Linked DNA regions of Anser cygnoides: region 2 is linked to region 1. The links are chromatin contacts, called in public Hi-C maps. All regions are on one chromosome and are shown on one strand. Each heading gives the region's core, a stretch centred on a gene start, on an enhancer-like site or on the middle of the called end of the contact. The rest is flanking DNA. Distances are from core to core; before and after follow the strand shown. Region 1 overlaps PPIL2 (peptidylprolyl isomerase like 2). Region 2 has its middle 66 kb from the start of HIC2.

What was found. Hi-C and Micro-C count contacts between places; a contact is called where the count stands out from the background.
Region 2: a Hi-C map of liver shows a contact between it and region 1, with 17 times the contacts expected there. The contact joins two enhancer-like sites. A contact is called at or near these places in 2 of 7 Hi-C or Micro-C datasets (both in liver).

The regions. Positions count from the first base shown.
Region 1 is chr17:9,162,395-9,165,710 of Taihu_goose_T2T_genome, reverse strand. PPIL2 (peptidylprolyl isomerase like 2) reads right to left here. Exons shown (of 20, transcript XM_048063659.2): 20 at 556-1,945. The coding sequence ends at 1,852. Among named protein-coding and RNA genes, the nearest start is that of YPEL1, 39 kb to the left of the region's middle. Within about 2 kb of position 1,805, at least 1 of the 3 cell types and tissues checked has open chromatin away from gene starts, as enhancers often do. A contact at or near this core is called in liver, where this site is marked.
Region 2 is chr17:9,573,067-9,576,382 of Taihu_goose_T2T_genome, reverse strand. No RefSeq gene overlaps it. Among named protein-coding and RNA genes, the nearest start is that of HIC2, 66 kb to the right of the region's middle. Within about 2 kb of position 1,567, at least 2 of the 3 cell types and tissues checked have open chromatin away from gene starts, as enhancers often do. A contact at or near this core is called in liver, where this site is marked.

The DNA of each region.
Region 1 (3,316 bases), core at 556-3,055:
AATCTGTAACAAGGACTCGGTGAAACAGGAATCCTTGCCACACCTCTGCTGCCTTCCTTGTAATCAAAAGCTCCTTTCTTTCATACTAATCTCCATTTTAATCCATTACTCTTATAGATTTCATTAAACTGACTATAACAACTCTAGCAACACTGTGGACTTTGCAACTTCAAAATGTGCTGAAGCAGGAATTAGGTAAAAGGGATTTACCAGGAATTTACCAGGAAAAGGCCAGTACAGGAGAAGCATGAAGTTCCAATAAGACAGAAGAAACTCAGCTTGAGGAAAGTACCATCACATCCCTTTCCAGGAATCATGCGTTACTTCCAACTTATACCTTGCAAAACGTTGCAAAACAAAACAAAAAAAAAACTATTATTCTTTCAAATGAGGTTGAACTTCCTATGATTTAACAAAGATGTAATCATATCCGCAAAGATCCCAGAGTTCTTTACAAGCATCTTAAAAAGTAGAAATGAATCATTTCCTTATAAAACAATCAACTCGGCAATGCCATGGTCTTGGAAATCACAGTTGAACAGTCAGACACAAGCATTCAAAAGAAAATAAAGCATTTAATGCAAAACCTTTTACCAAAAATTTTTACAGTGATTTCATATAAATGGAGACTTCTCTTAAAACATAGAGCTACTGATATAAACGTTATTGGTTAAAGAGGTAATTACAAAACTATCTCCTCAGCCAGATATAGGTAGGGGTATTTCTGTCATCTGAAAACACCTAAGATGAGCTGAGAAGTAATGTTCAGTATCTAGTATACTACCTCTAACTGATGGTAACAAACATTGTTTTTGAATAAAATTTCCCAGGCTGATATCTCTGTACCCCATAAGGCCTTTTTTATTTTAAGCATCCTAATAATCTGTGGCTGTGCAAGGAACATATCTGAGATGCCTGTGAGCTACACTACGTGGTTTTCCCTAACAATGAGAGGACTGATATTGGAGCAGAAAAAAATGTGTTCCCCTGCAAGGAGCAGGCTTTGGGGATGGTTAATAAAACAAATGCTGCAATCTTGTTTCTGTTCCCACTCAATTGCTCCATGCTGACATTTCTGGAACCAGAGGGCAGGTTTGAACTGGGGCATCCAGGCCCCTCTGGCTCCCCAGTGGTTCCAGCAAGGCCAGCTACTGAGAGGGACAAGTAGTGCAGTTACACCAGGCTCCCTGTCCAGTCTCGCTGCTTCCCAGGCTGTTACACGGGTGCAGACAGAGCTCAATCTGGAGCGAGCAAGGCCCTACGGAGATCGGCAGCAGTCAGTCCACCCAGGAGGTAAGAGCAAAAGACAGAATTGGTCCTTGTTGAGAACAAGCAAAATGCAGCTTGAAGGGAAGGGCAGGACAGGCTGGAGCCCTCTCCTCCCCTCCACAAGGCACTACAGCAGCACAGGCGCTTCCCCAGCACATTAATTCATTCGTTCATTTGGCAGACTCGGCTTGTCTGGAAATGATTACCTGTAAAAGGAGCTCTTTCACCAATGTAGCTGTTCACTGAAGCAGTGTCCTGCAAGGCTGGGCTCTGCCTGGTCTGCTGCCAGCCAAGCAGAGAAAGGCTCCAGCTAATCCCAGCGGAGCTGGGCTGCCTGCTCCCCACTTAGCAAAACAACAACAAAAAGGCCTTCGAGGAAGATGCAGTTGGGGGAATGCAGCTCTGCAGAAGACAAAGCCACATTAACCACCCTTAACAAAGCAACAGTTTTCTTCCCCAGTGGAAGGGCAGGCTGGTGCCTTCCCTCCCCAGGACAGATTGTCTTTCGGGCTCTTCAGGGACACGTGGGAGGCCGCCTCTTCTTTTTTGCTGTGCTGCCCCAGTGCTAGGCTCCCCACGCTGCTACCAGGAGCTGAAGTCCCCGAAGCCTGTGCTCTTTTTCTCTTTCTTCGCAGCTGTGCTTGTTGAGGGCCCGTCATCTTCCACACTGCGCTTCCTGGAGCCAAAATGAAAACAACTCTCAGGGACTATTTACTGTTCAGTGGGACGAGGGCAGCTGGCTGCCTTTCCTCTCCCAGCAATAGCTACGCTGCAGCCAGCTCACCCCTTATAAATCAGAAAGCAGTGCAAGCTCTGGGCTGGCATGGGACTGCAGGGGGGCTGGGGCTCGGGGCTTTTGGTTCACCCAAACAGAGGGAGAGTGTGTCAGTCTGTGGGGATGGTTCGGTCGGGCTTTGAACGCTTCGAGGAACGTGCTCAAGACCTAGCAAGATCTCCAGGTCAGAGATGAACATTTAACAGCTCCCTTTTTTTTTGAAATAATAATAATAATAATAATAAAAAAAAACCACAGTCACTATGAAAGTTTGAGCCACTTCTCACCTGCATTTGTGGCAGCAAAAGAATTTATGGGCAGTTAGGTGTAAAGCAGCTGGGCAGGTTTGTGAGATCCTTCTCTGTTTCTTGAGCATTGCCTGATGCAGTCACTGCTGCTATTCCCAGCCCCTCTTGAGCAAAGATTATAACCCCATGGAAACGCTACGTGGCCAGGTCACATACTGGGGTTTTGTTGTCAGTTAACAGCAGTTGACAGGGAGAAGCCTGAGCCTGTCAAAGGGCTGCTATAGACCAAACTCCCAGACTCAAGGCAGGCTGAAATGAGTGATAGACTAGGGAAGAAAACTCTGTTCTATACAGCTTGGCCCTTTCTGCAGAGCTGTTGCAGCTGCAAACTTTGCATGGGTTTCCTCTGTAAGTAACAGTGCAGAATGACAGCAGTTTTAAGCTGAACATGATATTTTAAGGGCCAAGCAGTATTTTGTAACTGAAATATTTAACTGACATACACATGAAACCGTCCTACATGGACTGTCATATTTTTATTCTCACAGTTATGCAAGTGCCTTTACGTCACATAGGCACATACAAGCTGATTAAGTAGTTGTCCAAATCTGTGTACACATAAATACACGACTTTATGCAGCAGACAGACAACAGCATTTTTGCAAATGTTTTTACAGAAGTCTGCTAAAAATCAAGTAGAAGGCATTTATTTTAATTTATCCAAAACTCATGCTAATCTTCTGCTGAGGCAGGATTCTGTACTGTCCTTAGGAAAGCAAGCGATGCTGCCAATCCCAACGGGTGTACAAAGGGTGTCTGGGAGAGGATGCTTTGGGACAAGCCTGTACAACCTGCCAGGCACCCTGAAGCTACTTGCCAGACACCCTGTGCTCCCGCAGCAAGCCTGAGAACCTGCTCCCCTTTCTGGCCATTTCAGTTGTGCTGGTACGACTGTTTGTGTGGCTGCACAGGGAAGCAGATCAGCAGACAGATATGTGTTTCAGGCACCCTTTGTGCAGGGTAG
Region 2 (3,316 bases), core at 318-2,817, 410 kb before region 1:
CCTCATCTCCAGACCCTGGGGCCTTGCAGCCTGTGCACCCACACATAATTACACTGCAGGCTCCCTCTGTATTGGGGGCACTGTGGGACTTTCCTCATGGTCTGGAGCCCCCACATGTCAAGTTAGGGAGGAAAACATAAGGCTGGTATTTTAGACAAACCTCTCAGCCCACTGAATTACCCATCAAATTGGATATAAGGAAAAAGCTTTTGCAGTAAGAGTGGATTAAGCACTATAACAGGTCACCCAGCAAGGCTGTGAAAGCTCCATCCTTGGAGATTTTCTGATCTTGATTGGATAAGGCGTAGAGCAACCTGACATAGATTTGCTAACTTTTGTTATTGCTTTGCACACTTTGAAACCAGCCAGCCCCTCGACTGCCTTGGGGAGTGCTTTGGCTATAGCAGGTACCAAGGTACAGAAGACTAAGTGACTGATCAAAGGCATGTAGATGTAAAAGACCCTTTCTGAAATTTTTTCTCTCACTCCATGGTTCATACATGTTCAATTCCATCAGCATAAGTGACACAGACAGTCCTGGTTTAGATGGGATTTTACCGAGTTCTGCCCAAAACAGAGTTCTGCCCTTTGTAGGGCAGCACAGCTTAAACTTTTCTGGCTTTTGTAACAGACTTCAGAGATTGCTTGCAAATCTTTTCGTATATGTTTGCAGATCCTTCCTTCAAGCACTCCTATGCTGTCTGAAGAACTTAGTGCTCTCCAGCAGCAGACAGGGTCAGGCTTTGCTTCATATTAAAAAAATGCACTTTAATTCTGTCATTTCTCCAAGCTTAATGAGGCAGGTGGAAGAAGCCACTGAAGAAGCATTTAGGACTAGGTCTATTTGTTAAGAAGACTTGGAGAAACTTTGCCTTGTGCTGCTGGCCAGGTAACATCACTGCAGTATTAAAAGATCTCTTACCTATGCTAGTACACTGCATAATTTGAGGTGAGGTTGTCAAAGCATCACCTTTCTGAATGTCTCAGTAGAGTCAACTCTACTGAGAGGTGGAGGAAGACTCTTTCAGATACGTTGTTAAAGAAGAAGAAGCCTGGCCTTTTAGTCTGCTCTTACATTTCAGTGTTGACGCTTTCTCTGTTGTCATTTCTAGGGAAGACTGAAGCATGGAATCCGGACCATCTTCTAGCTCCCCAAGTGCAGCAAGAACATTTACGGACTGATCTTCTACAGCTTCTCTCAAGCACTGAAATTTCCAGGTGCATGCATTTTCAGGGCACAAGCAACCACAGGAAAGCTGCTTTTCAAAAGGTATGTCATCTCTTGTTTAGACTAAAAAAATTCAAAAGAGAAAGGGAAAAAAAGAAATGAAAAAAAATGACCTTTGGCATCAAAACAAAGCGGGTCTTTCTATTCTGTAATCTTTTTTAACTGTGCCTCACGCAAAACAAACTGAAACTGTAACATTGAATTAAGAAAATATGGATGAAGGTAAAAGCAAGGTACTGGCATTGGAGATAAGGCTAAATCAGAGCCCAGCAGAAAGAAGATGGCAGGGGAGAAGTTTAACAAGTTCATTTTATGTGCCACTGTGTCATGCTTCCCTTTGTTGCTCAAGAATGTTGTCTCACTGGTTCCTAGGGTGTGAAAGGGCCATGTTGCTGGGAAGATGTGCCCCACAGACCACGCATCAGTCACTATTGGGCTGATGCTGACAGAAGGGTGATCCTTCTGAAAACTGTTGTTTTACTTGTATTGCAGTTGTGCTATGGATCAGGAACTGATCAGGACTTTTTGATCAGAGGCCTTCTGTACTGCAGTAGTTTGAAGAACAGTACCGTGCAGGGCAAAAGTGTAATGAGAGTAGGTAGGCACTTGGACTCAATCAAGGGAAATTAATATGTCTCTGCAGAAAGTGTTCACAGTGTTCAAGAGGCTTGGAAAATATCCATCTTGTTAGGAGTTCAGGAGATTAACCTAAATGCTCTCTGAAATAACGGAGATCCCCCTCACCTTTGCTGCCTTCAAAGGAAAGAAAGAGGACAAGAGTGCTCATAAACAGCGTTCTGTGTACACATATGAAGTAAAGCACAGGAGGAGCCTGACGGACCTTGTCAGGAAGGGTAGAGTGCACAGGGAGCGTGTGACAAGCTCTGGCACATATAGACCTATCCACTGCGATCAGTGGCTTGAAGCCAGGCTAGGTCAGAGTTTACACCAAGAATTGACATCTCTCCCACTGCCAGTATTTGTACACATCCTAAACTGCTATTGCACAACCTGGCGTGAGTGGCACGCTCTGCTCAGAAGCAACCTGAGACTGGAAGAGCAGGCTGCATCTGTCTGTTGGGCAGGACTGCAGTGCGCTGCTAGAGACATCCAAGCCTGCTTGCTTTCCTTCCCTTCCCTTCTTCCAGTTCCCACCCATGCCCCCAGCCCTGAAACAAAGACTCCCACTAGAAGCAAGGCGGGAGCTGTAGCAGCGGATTCCCTAGTTGCTGCCCAAATGTCGACTGCTGCTGCAGGCTGTGGCTTGTGTGATGACAGCACTGATTCAATTAGCTGATTTTTGAATCCTTCCTCATATGGCAGTAGGTCACTTGTGTGGACACTTAAACCAGTTAGAGTGACCAGGAACTGATCGAGTGTAAATCTGTTAAAGAAAAGGAGGTGGAACACTTCTTTCCTTCTCTTTTTCTGTCTGTTGCCTCTACCTAGATGCACAGCCAGGCAGTTTGGTTGCAGTGCTCAACAGCTTTGCCTTAGAAGTTGCTGTTAGCTCTTTCTGGGAAGACAGAGAAAAAGGTTGTTCTGCCCTTAGTGATCTCAAAGCCTGTTCTAGAGCAAATTCTTGTGTGCTCCATGGCTGTTCGTTGTAACTGCCCCTTCAACCAATTCCAGCCTAAAGACATGTGAGAACTGACACTTTACAGGCCTTTACAGCAAAGGACCACACTTCACATGTAAAGGACTTGGAAAAGTCAAGGTATGACTCCTGTAACAGCTGTAGCTCAGACCTTTTTGCACACATATTATTTTTAGTTAATACAGATGGTGTTAACATTAATGCCTTAACCCTTAAGGAAGCCACTTAATTTCCAGCTTGATACAAGCAGGGAGCTGGCTAATTTGTAGTGTTTTGGGGAGAGAGCCAAGATGAGCAATGCCAGGGTGGTTTTGGTTGCTGGTGTTCCTGAATGGAGCACATCCGGGCCTGTGCTTCATCCCGGGCCTCCACCCATGGTCTGTCACCCCACCATCCTCTGCTTGTGCCGTGGGCTAGGTGCCTGCAATGGCAGGGCTACAGGTTACCCAGCTGCAGCTGCGTGTCGTGATACAGTCAACCAGGATGCCTTG